Linked DNA regions of Rattus norvegicus: regions 2 and 3 are each linked to region 1. The links are chromatin contacts, called in public Hi-C maps. All regions are on one chromosome and are shown on one strand. Each heading gives the region's core, a stretch centred on a gene start, on an enhancer-like site or on the middle of the called end of the contact. The rest is flanking DNA. Distances are from core to core; before and after follow the strand shown.

Region 1 (3,484 bases), core at 750-3,249:
AAAGCTGGTTAGGGAGAGAGCAGTTCAAGATGGGGGATATTTGTTTCCCTCAGTACCCTGGCCTTACTGGGTCTCTTAGGGTCTCCACTGCTGAGAAGACACTATGACCAAGGCAACTCTTATAAGGGATATTTAATCGGGGCTGGCTTATGGGTTTGGAGGTTCAGTCCATTATCATTAAGGTAGGTAGCATGGCAGTGTCCAGGCAGTCATGGCACTGGAAGAGCTGAGAGGTTTATACCTTGTTCCAAAGGCAAACAGAAGAATACTGGCTTCCAGGAAGCTAAGAGAAAGGTCTTGGGTCAGTTTGCAGTCTAAAGTTGATTGAAAATCTTCTGGGACAGATACGGACTAGGGATAGATGGTAAAGTTAAGGTGCTTAGAGTATGACTCATCCCCTCACACTCACTGCTTAGCCCATGCTCAACGGATGCCAAATCTCTGATGAGCGTGCACACACACACAACCCTTTCAAAGACATGCTTTTCCTAGTATTTGCCAGAAATACTAGGTTTTGGGGGGGAACCCAGAGGAAGTACAAAAAACAAACAGAAATTCGGTCTGTGCTGATGTCACTAATTTGGGAAGAATCCAGCCCATTTTACCATGGCCCACGTCTCTAACTCTGAATTCTTGGATCCACTGAGTTTTAGGGTTGAGTTGCAGGGAGGAGTAAATTATTGTTGTGCAAAGAATGCGGAGTTGTCGGACCAGCTCTACCAGATCAGAGAAACTCAGGTCATGTCAGTATCTAGGAAGTGAGGAAGGCCGGGTGGAGAGCAAATGCTTAGCGATGTCATTGCATTGCTGGTGGCTCGAGACCAGGGAGAGAAAACAAGGACCAAGCCCGACAGATACCCTCTAATCTTTATTCAAAACACAGCCCTGGTGCACCCTTATCCAGGTGCTGCCTAATGGTCCAACCCCATTTCAGGGAAGACGTAAGTTGATGGACTGCAAAAAAGTACAATGCCTCCTCCTTGTGTGGCACATCTAGGATAGCTTCCGTGAAGAAGCCTAACTACCTGGGGCCTCCAAAGTGAAAGAGACCAGGGTGATCAGGTAGCCACTCCTCCTAACATTCCACTTGGTGACCTCAGATGCTCCATGCTCAGCTTAGCGTGGGTGTGGCCTCCCACTTGGGAGGAACCGGAGTCCAGATCTCCGAGCAGAAACACCAAAGATAAATTAGAAAGCCCAGATTTTTTACAAAAGGATTAATTTGAACTTGATAAGTGTTCACAGGGGTTGGGGATTTAGCTCAGTGGTAGAGCGCTTGCCTAGCAAGCTCAAGGCCCTGGGTTCGGTCCTCAGCTCTGAAAGAAAAAAAAAAAGAGAGAGAGAGAGAGAGAGAGAGAGAGAGAGAGAGAGAGAGAGAGAGAGAGAGAGAGAGAGAGAGAGAAAGTGTTCACTTTGAAATGGGGCTATGGGGCTAGCCAATCAAACCACACGTTCTGAATGAGTTTGAAAAGCACCTACCCCACCTCAATCACAAACTATGGCCAGTCAAATATTTCAAAGGCTACCGTAGCCTTGAGGGGCAGTTCATAGATCTTTTGTGATCCTCTGAAAGGGAGAGCTGCCGAGGAAGGCGGAGGTCACACCCCATACCCTAGAATCAAGTCAAGCACTGGTAGCTCGCCACCTAACAAGGACTAAGATGATTGGCCGCCGCTAGGAGTATTGGGGAATGTAGTCGTTTCTCTCCCACACTACTCTTTCCCTTCCCCTCCCTCGGTTCAAGTCCTCTTGGACTACATTTCCCAATCAGAACTCCGAATGCAAGCCAAACTGCCTGGAGAGAATCCTGGACAAACGCACTTGGGCGAGGGGGCCGTTAGGAGTTGTAGTTTTTTTGCCTAAAGCAGCCCTCGCCAATGCCTGAGCGTGGGAGGATGAGAGACTACAAGTCCCAGGGGGCGCTCGCGGGGCGTTCGCTAGGCGGCCGGTACGAAAGAGGAACCTGCCTGGTGTGTGGTGAGTGAAGGCCCAGGTCTGACGGAGGTGGCTGCTGCAACTACACGTTAAAGGCTCCGGGTAGCCCAGACTCCAGGACTCATCCAAGGCCTAGCGGGACAGTACCCACCCTGTCTGCCTGCCATTTTGTCAGTGATGAGGCGGTACGGATGGAGCCGGGAGTGGAGCATGGTGGTTGCGCGAATGGACAGATGGAGGGAGGGGAGGTTGAAAGGGAAGAATGAACCGCAGGCAGCACGGAGGTGCGCGGAGCAGGACGTGGGAGATGAGGGACTTCCGTTGGTCTGTTGGTGTCATGAAGTGGTCCAGGTCCTGCCACGGGATGTGGTCTTCTTGAGGACTTTGCTGTGAGAACCACTTATCAGCGTATTACAAATCCTACCGCAAAAGGCTTTTGGCCCTTGTAGTTTCTCCACGCAACTGTATTCTTACCGAATTCTCAACTCAGTAGGCCTATTAAATTTAAAGGTGTCGAACTTAGCCCAGTATTTTGTTTTTGTTTTGGGAAAGGGTTTGGCCACGTAGCCCTTGCCAGCTTCTAACTTGCGTCTATTGGCCTGTAATCTTGTTGGGTTTTCTTAGTATTACTGCAGTGTACGAAGAAGACAAAACCCGGCTTTTTTGTTTGTTTGTTTGGTTGGTTGGTTCTTTTTTTTTTTATATACTTTTTTTTTTCCCGGAGCTGGGGACCGAACCCAGGGCCTTGCGCTTGCTAGGCAAGTGCTCTACCACTGAGCTAAATCCCCAACCCCCCCCCCCTTTTTTTAAATGTGTGCATGTGTGTCCTAGGTGGGGTGGGGGTCAGGATTTGAATCCGGGGCTTTCTCACATTTTGAGACCTTGCTGTACAAACCTTGCTTCTCCTCTACTATAGATCCTGCAAGAAAGTCATGGGCTTCACCAGGTTGAACCAGGTCACAAACATAGTCTGGTAACTATGTTAAGAGCCCGACAATAATTTGAGTCCGTTTTTATTTTTAGAAGCTTGTAGAAGAAACTACAGATCTGAATTATACAGAAAGTTTTCTTTCTCCTCTCTCCCCTCTCCTCTCTCCCTTCTCCACCACCCTCTCCCCCCACACCCCCTTTTCTTTCCTTTTTGAGACAGGGTGGCTCTGTAGACCAGGCTGGGATCAAAAGCCCCATCACCCAACTGATAGTTTCTTTTCTTGACTTCCACATCCTGACCTTAATAGTCTTCCCCAAAACAAAGCAAGCACTTATCTTGGTGGGCTTAAGCTCATCTTAGGTGAGCTCTTGTGTCCACTAACAGCATCTATCACAACCTTCAGAACTGGCTTGCATTTGTCCCTCATGTTAATTAGGATCTATAAAGTAACTCGTTTAAAGAACACTGCTACCAGGCAATGGTGACACACATTCCCAGCATTTGGGAGGCAGAGGCAGGCAAATCTCTTGAGTTTCAGGCCTCAGGGTAGTCAGGGCTGCAGAGAAAAGCCCTGTCTTAATAAAACCAGATGGTGGTGGTGGTGGTGGTGGTGGTGGT
Region 2 (3,780 bases), core at 669-3,168, 150 kb before region 1:
TTGTTATTTAAAGAGAGGGGCACCTTGGAAGAAAATTTCCCCACTTGGCCACCTGTGTTCTCTTCTGAGAAAAGGAACGCTCAGGTAGCCTTTGGGGATTTTTCAATGGGGCTTCATGTAGCTTAGACTGCCCTGAACTTACTATGTAGCTCAGGCTGGCCTTTAATTCTCTGTCTGCCTCCTAGGGCTATTATTTTAGGCCCAAGCAGCCTTTGGGGATTTCATTATAGCATGGGTGAGAAGGAGGGTCATCCACACATAGTGGGCCAGTAGGTTCCCATTGAGCTGTTTTCTCCAGGGCTTGGGATTGAGAGCCAGTATGTGATCCTCCTGGAGGCCACCTTGATCAGGGTTTTCGTGAACCAAAGTAGGATTCTTTTGGTTATTTTCCAAGTTGTTTGTGGCTGGGAGATGTTGAAGCTGGAAAGCTGGAAACTTGAGTCCATCCCTAGTCACAAAATGAGGTCCACTGTGGTATCCCTGGCAGTTCTAGCCTACCTGCTTATAAACTGCTTGAAAGACAGAGCTGGGGACTCCTATTACCAGAAACACTAAGAAAGGCTGGGCCACCAAGATATAAGTGGATCAGAAGAACAGGGTGCTTTGAAGAGGTTTCTGGGCTGAGGCACTTGCCTTCTCCAAAAACTGATCATTGAACTTGGGGCATAGAGGCTGTCTTTCTTGGCATGCGTGAACAGACAGACACACACACACACACACACACACACACACACACACACACACGGTACAGGTCACTGTTGGGGATCAAATGCTGGTACTTATCCAAAGTGGTCCCACCAGTAAACGTAAGGACCAGAGACACTTTTGAGGGCATGAGGCATTGACAGTATGTGTGAAACACTCCCAAGATTAGCTTCAGCTGTTCCTGGAGGTGACAGTTTGCCTGGGAGCCAGGAGCAGAGGGATGGACACTTCCCTTACATTCTCCCCTACCCCTGCTTTATTTTTTAAGCTTCTCTGTGGCCTGGAGCTGATCACCTTTCACTTTTTTGGTGTGAGAATTGAGGGGGCTGTATTCTAGAACATTCTGTTCTGTTTACCAGGACCCGTACCCACTGGGACCAACCAGTCAGTGTGTGTAGGGGGTGCAGCTCCAGTTCCTTTGTAGAGGAGTTGGACCCACTACTTTTACCAGTTGGAGGTCATCTGGCTATTGGGAATCCTGGCCCAGTCTCACAAGGGCCATAATCACCAAACCCAAGGTACTCGTTGGCTCAGCTTGTTCTTAGCTAACCAACATGCAACTTGAAGGTGATTCAGAAGGACCTTCCTCTGGAGACCTGACATTGTCACTTGTGAGTACTAGAGGGGCAAATTGTATTGGTCACAGGTGGACAAGGACCAGTTCTCCTTTGCAGTGTAACCTGGGCCTGTGCTAATCTCTTAGAAGACAGGCCTAGGGGACTGACAGTGGGGTGACAGACTAGAAGATAGATCACCAGCCACTCCATTGCCAGGCTCCGTGCCGAGGTCAGCCTGGTAGGGTTCATGTAAGTAGAGGGAGGACCACTAGCTAGGAGGGGTAAGCAACCAGGTAATGAAGTCCTACTTTTCCAGGCCCTTTGTTGTGGTTTAGGGTAGGGCTGCTTCTGGGCCTGAATGAGGTATGTGGGGTAAAGTCTGGGAGATTTGTACACAGCTTCCTAAAGTGAAGGAATCACTTGGATTCACCTCCTTGGAGGTGTGGGTATGAAAGATGCCATAGAGAGTTGACAGCCCCAGCTTAACTAAATAGAAATCCTGCTGAGAGGAGACCAGAGACTGGGCTGGGGGGAAGCAACCCAGCTCCTCCCATCTCCTTAGAAAGGGGTGATGGAATCACTGGTCATAGGGGTCCCGCCCCTGCCCCGCCCCACCCTGCCCTACCCCGCCTTCCATGCGGTGGAAGTTCCCTGTGTGAGTCCTCCCCTTGGAGCCTGAGAGGCTTAGGAAGGAAGGAGGTCTCTTTTGGTGGCAGAGTTGCCGGCAAGGGCACTGAGCAGGAGGATAGGACGGCAAAGACGAAGAGTTCTGACTCCTCCTGCAGACATGCACCAGCGGCTGCTGGGCTCGTCCCTGGGCCTCGCCCCCGCGCAGGGGCTCTGAATGCCTGCCGCCGCCCCCATAAGCACACTGGCCGGGGCTCCTATCCCTAAGCCTCTACTTGCGGAGACTGAGCCATGTGGGCTTGGGGCTGGGCTGCGGCAGCTCTCCTCTGGCTACAGACTGCAGGAGTCCGGGCACGACAGGAACTCAAGAAGCCTCGGCAGCTGGTTGTGCGTGTGGATTCTCCCAATATTACCACATCCAGCCATGAGGGATTCCCAGGCTCCATCAAGGTAGGCAGAGGCAGGGGAGCATGTAGGTATGCAGCTCTAGGCACAGCGTCAAAGCTCAGACTAGCCCTCCTACCTCGACAGCTTTGCTCTCCTATTTCCAGGTTGCTCTGCATAAGACCTTGACCACTGGTCCTGGCTTAGAGTTTGCTGCAGTCAGGACGGTCCCCCTGGCCTGTGGGGGAGCTTCCCTCTGCCATGCCTGGTGGGTCTGACAAGAGGGACTCCTGGTGGGGCAACGGTTAACGCTTTGAAGCCTCAGTGTGTTTTCTGATGCCATTAGATATAATTGCTTTCTCAAGTGAGGGCAGAAAAGGACTTCGGGCATCCTGGTAAATGAATGGGTCACCTTATGTATCATAACTTCTAAATAGGAAGTAGCTTGACTAACCTGTCCCCTGTGTTTTCCAGGGGTCCTGTGGTAGCCTTTCTGCTGTGGCAACTTACATGCAAAGTACCCTGTTCTTCCAGTCCTTTAGAGACAGGAATCTCCTGAGCGCTTGTCTCAGAGTCCCTACTGCAGCCGTCCTGTGGGCCCTCAGGTCAGGAAGGGAAATAGCTTTGACCCAAACAGGATTCTCCTGGCTCTGAATCTTTGATCCTTGCATCTCTCCTTCTTAGGGTGTCTCTGTGTTGGCTAGCTTGGCTGCCTCTCAGCCCACATCAAAGCACCTCAAGCCTGAGGCCACATTTTCCTGATAGGCAGAGTGAGCAGAGCTGAGGGATTCTAAGCTGTGGGCAGGCAGAAGGCAGATTATGACCTCTCTTATTAGTAGCTTCTGCAGGTGTTGGGTCCTGAATAACCGTCCTTGGAGATAACTAGGCAAGGGAGGCTGTGTCCACCCAGTTGAGTGGAGGCAGTTTTTTCGGCCCTGCCCTGGGTTGTCTTTCCAAAGATAGGACAGTAGACAGTTTGAGAAGATAGAGCAGGGATAGAGCCTCTGTGAACTCACTCTCCAGGTGCCCCTGCCTCTGCGCTGGGGTGGGGCTTGTTCTACATCTCCTTGTAGTCTTTGCCCTTGACTCAGCAGTGTCTGGTGCTGCTCTCAGTGCCAAGGGGTCAAGCAGATGTCCTTGCATCTGTCCCAGGGCGGGACCCAAGGGGGAAGCAGTGTTTGCAAGTCCTTTCTAGCCTGCTAACCTGTCTGGAAGAGAACATCTTTAGTTCCAATTAGGATCTCCAGCAGCCACCTTGGTCTTACTCAGGACTGACCTTGGACTGTGCCAGAAGCCTTGGCTTACTTCATTGGAAGGCAGGAACATCTTGGAACAACCAGACTGTCACAGCTAGGCTAGTGGCTGCCACAGTCCTGTGCATTCCACACACTGCTGGCCTGACGTATAGATCTCCTCCACATCCTAATTGTCCCCAGAGATGGGCTTGGCCCTTACCAGGCATACTCTCCCCAGCCATGCCCATGTGTCTGTAACTACCTTACCTCAT
Region 3 (3,717 bases), core at 230-2,729, 220 kb before region 1:
ATCTATCTATCTTCAGTTGTGGGGACTGTGCCTAAGGGTGTCTTGTATGTAGGACAGAGAATAGCTTAGGCAAGCCTTTAACTTTCTTTTTTGTTTTTTCAAGACAAGATTTCTCTGTGTAGCCCTAGCTGTTCTGGAGTTCACTCTGTAAATGAACCCAGATCTGCCTGCCTGTTTCCCAAATGCTGGGATTAAAGGTGTGTGCCACCATGTCAGACTAGGCCTTTTACTTTCAATCTTCCTGCTTTCTGAGTAGCTAGAACTACAAGCTTGTGCCACCAGGTTCCTTTTGTGCTCAAATATTGAATGGATATACCTTTCCTGCTATCTTAACAGCCTTGCCTTGGTGTCCAGGAACAACCCTGTGGGATGTAGCTGCATTACATTTATGTCCGACACTTACTACCAGTTCTGGAGATTCTTGTGTCCCTTAGTACTGGATCCCTGACCTAACCCTCTGTACCACCAGGCCTTCAAAAACCCATCCCTATCCAGTGTGCAACATCTGTGTGCAAGTTTTTTCTTTCCTTCACACAGTCCTATGCCTCAGTCCTTCAGCTCTGGGTATGTGGTCTGCATGCCCTCCCGGTCCATGGAGTGGTGATAGAGTCCCATAGGTTGCACTGGGTGCCCATTGCAAGTTCCAGACTTAGGAGATGGGCTCACCTTGTACTTAGGTGTCAGTGACAGCCCTGCCTGGGCCTCAGAAAGATGGCGACGCCCAGAAACTTGTGATACACCCTTCTCTCAGGGCCTGTTGGCTGTCCAGTGGGTAAATCGTCTCTATGCTGCCCCCCACCCCGCGCCAGTTCATTTCTGGCCACCTAACAATCCCGCAGCCAGGCTTTCCTGCCCAGAGCCTGAGCCAGAAGCCAAGTAGCTTCTTAGAATGGTCAGTGGAAACCCGGAAAGAACAGGAAGGGAGGGCAGCTCCCCAGCTCCCGGAAGGTGATGCAGAACACCTCTAAACAGGATGGACAGCCGGCCGAAGGCCCACAAGCTGGCACACAGCACATACACCTAGGCGTAGCAGTGAGCCAGGGTGGTGCAAAGAAGTCTGCAAATCTCACCTGAGACGGGTTCCGGTGGGGGGTGAGTGGTGGTTCTTTACTCCCGCGGAGGGCAAAGGGTGCAGGGAAGGTCAGTGATGGGGGGGGTTGATCAAAGCTATAATTAGGCTGCTGTGGGTGACGAATCTTTGCCCTCCGTTCCGGTGGTCTACAGAGGCATGGCTCTGCTGCCTAGTTCACTGTCAGGTAAGAGCTCCCATCCCTATGCTTTCCCCCAAGCTCGCAGCCTGCGGTTGGGAAGAAACCTTGAGCTGCCACCTAAAGCCCAGCCTCTGCCCCGCCCTTTGCTGCCACGCCATCCCAATTGGTTGCTGATCATCCAATTAGAACTCGACATATCGGCCTGCGTTTCCGGCGCGAGGACCGGAAGGGGGCGTCTTGGCGGTTGCGCCTGCGCGCGGTTGTAGGAGTCGCGGTGGCTGGGTGTCAGGTTTGATTGCGCGCGAGGTCTAAGGCTTTCCTGCGGGCGGTGCGCGCGAGCTGTGGAAACGTGGTTTGAGACTGCCTGCCTCCTCGATGATGCCTGAAATTAGGGTCACTCCCTTGGGTGAGTCCGAGTCCTAAGCATCTTCTGCGGCGTCCGGCGAGTCCCTTCATCTCCATAGCCGTCTATCAGCTGTTCATCCCAAGGAGCGGAAGCCGGAGTAGAACGTTTCGGAGCTAGTGCTTCCTTTTCTCTGCCTGGCACGGGGATCGAAGAGCTTTGGGTTTGATTCCTGGTCCTAGAGCTCGATGTGAGTTATGGAGGCCCAGCTTCTCTACCTCGGCTGCTTAAGGTGGTTGTGAGGTGAAATGAATCTTGGACAGGTGTCACCTGTCACTGGTGTTGAATCCAGCACAGAGCTCGTCCTGTATTTGGACTGCTGTTTCAAGACCCCTCTGTATGGGCTTCTTTCTCATTTCTGCCCACCCCACCTCCCACTTCTCCCAGTGCTTCTCATGTTCAGGTTGCTTGCTGTCACCCCTCAGATCAGACTTTGTGTCTGGTCTATCCTGAATTTTTAAAATCATCATAGAGCATATAAATCTAGACGTCTAAAAGCCCCAATAGCATAGTATGGTTGTGAAGGAGAAAACAACCGTTTGAAATCTGGGATTTCAGAACTTCCCAAATGACCCTGCATTTTCCTTCCTACACGTGTGCAGGGTGTTGGAAGCACCTTCTTATTCATATGACCTGGGTCTCTGGGTTATCTTGGCTAGAACTGAGACTCTTCTCAACTCACTGAATCACAGGGCCTTAGCAGAAGCAAGTTCTGACTACCTCCACCATCTAGTCTAAACACTAATTAGCTTACGATATCAAGCACATTCATTGATCTGGCTCCCCAACGCCTGCCCCCACTGGGAAAGTTTTGTTTTCTGCCACAGTTCTGAACTTTTGGGCACAGTTATTCAATCTCCATGTAATGCACTCAGTGTCTAATTGTCTCGTCCCCCTACGGTGAATTCTGCTCCATGCAGAAATGTAGCATCCTTTGCTTTCTTGTCAGTTTTGTTTTCTCTTCGTCATTTTTCCCCTGGAGTTGTAAGTCTCTTTGGGAAGAACATTTGCTAGTGCCCAAGAACTGGGCTTTGTAATTCAAAAATGTACACTTTGGCACCATTCTTGGTAGTCCTGTGGTTATGGGTGCCTGTGATGTGAGGTAACCCTTGTAAAGGCGCAGCCATTCCCTGTCTATAAATGCTTTAAGGGCCTCAGGTCCTAGCACAGCTTCAGGGCTAAAGGTACCATGGGGAAGGATACTAAAAGCTTTCTCTCTGGGAGCACACATCTTGAGGATATAGGAGCAGGCCCGCAGAAGACTCTGAGGCCGACGGCTACTCCACCTCATTGTGGCTGGCTTCATAAGGAAAGCAGACTGGGCCATGGCTGGTCACCATGATGTTTGTGTACTGAAGACAGTGGTTGGTGCCTGCAGTGGGCAGGTGGAAACTATAGGATCCATGATGGCAACAAGGCTGTGTTGTTTTCAGACTGCTGTTGAGGCTTGGGCTGTGTCTCTCCTTCTGGATCCAGATCCCAGGAGAGATAACAGATACTAAATGGGGGAGATAGCTGTCTCCCGTGTGGTCAGTATCTTGGGCTGAACAGCTGGGGTGTCTGCTTCATCATCCCGAGCATGGAAGGAGCCCCCATTGAGGCTGAGCTAGGGGTTCAGTGATATGGGGTCTGTGCTGCCCACTGACCAAAGTGGGCTATCTGCGTTGCAGTTATTGGTCAGTCATGTTTCTTTATGGCTGGCCTAAGGCTACATGATTGTGGCACCGTTCAACACTAGAACTCAGGAGCCAGGCCTCAGCCTCTTCAGAAGAAATCTCAGGGGAGGGAACCTCACTGGCTTGCAGCCCCAGTAGATGGTCAGGAGTAATTTGTCTAAGGCCTGGGGAAACAGCAGTGGTGTTCTACAGTGCACTGGCCTGTTTCTGTTCAGTGTGTTGGGAACCACAGCCAGTTGGAGATGTGCGGTAAAAGCCTGGTGAGGGGAGGGCATGTGGCCCTAGCACAGCACCTTGTCTCCCCGTGGTGCATTCCCCTAACCTGCATGTGAAGGCAGTAAGTGGGTGGTGTAGGTCAGCCCTAGCAGTAGTGAGGGAAGGAAACTTGGGGAAAAGAGGGAGGAGCTGAGGCCTTGTTTCTCACTTG

What was found. A called contact is a pair of places that touch in the nucleus more often than the background predicts.
Region 2: a Hi-C map of kidney shows a contact between it and region 1, with 2.5 times the contacts expected there. The contact joins the promoter of C1qtnf12 here to the promoter of C5h1orf159 in region 1. A contact is called at or near these places in 2 of 12 Hi-C or Micro-C datasets (kidney and liver).
Region 3: a Hi-C map of hepatocytes shows a contact between it and region 1, with 1.6 times the contacts expected there. The contact joins the promoter of Ints11 here to the promoter of C5h1orf159 in region 1. A contact is called at or near these places in 4 of 12 Hi-C or Micro-C datasets (the A7r5 cell line, hepatocytes, kidney and 1 more).

Annotation. Positions count from the first base shown.
Region 1 is chr5:171,981,971-171,985,454 of GRCr8, forward strand. C5h1orf159 (similar to human chromosome 1 open reading frame 159) reads left to right here and starts at 2,000. Exons shown (of 10, transcript NM_001014072.1): 1 at 2,000-2,120.
Region 2 is chr5:171,831,936-171,835,715 of GRCr8, forward strand. C1qtnf12 (C1q and TNF related 12) reads left to right here and starts at 1,919. Exons shown (of 8, transcript NM_001108000.1): 1 at 1,919-2,339. The coding sequence starts at 2,181.
Region 3 is chr5:171,759,926-171,763,642 of GRCr8, forward strand. Ints11 (integrator complex subunit 11) reads left to right here and starts at 1,480. Exons shown (of 17, transcript NM_001033892.2): 1 at 1,480-1,617. The coding sequence starts at 1,587. Cptp (ceramide-1-phosphate transfer protein) reads right to left here and starts at 1,341. Exons shown (of 3, transcript NM_001007703.1): 1 at 1,071-1,341.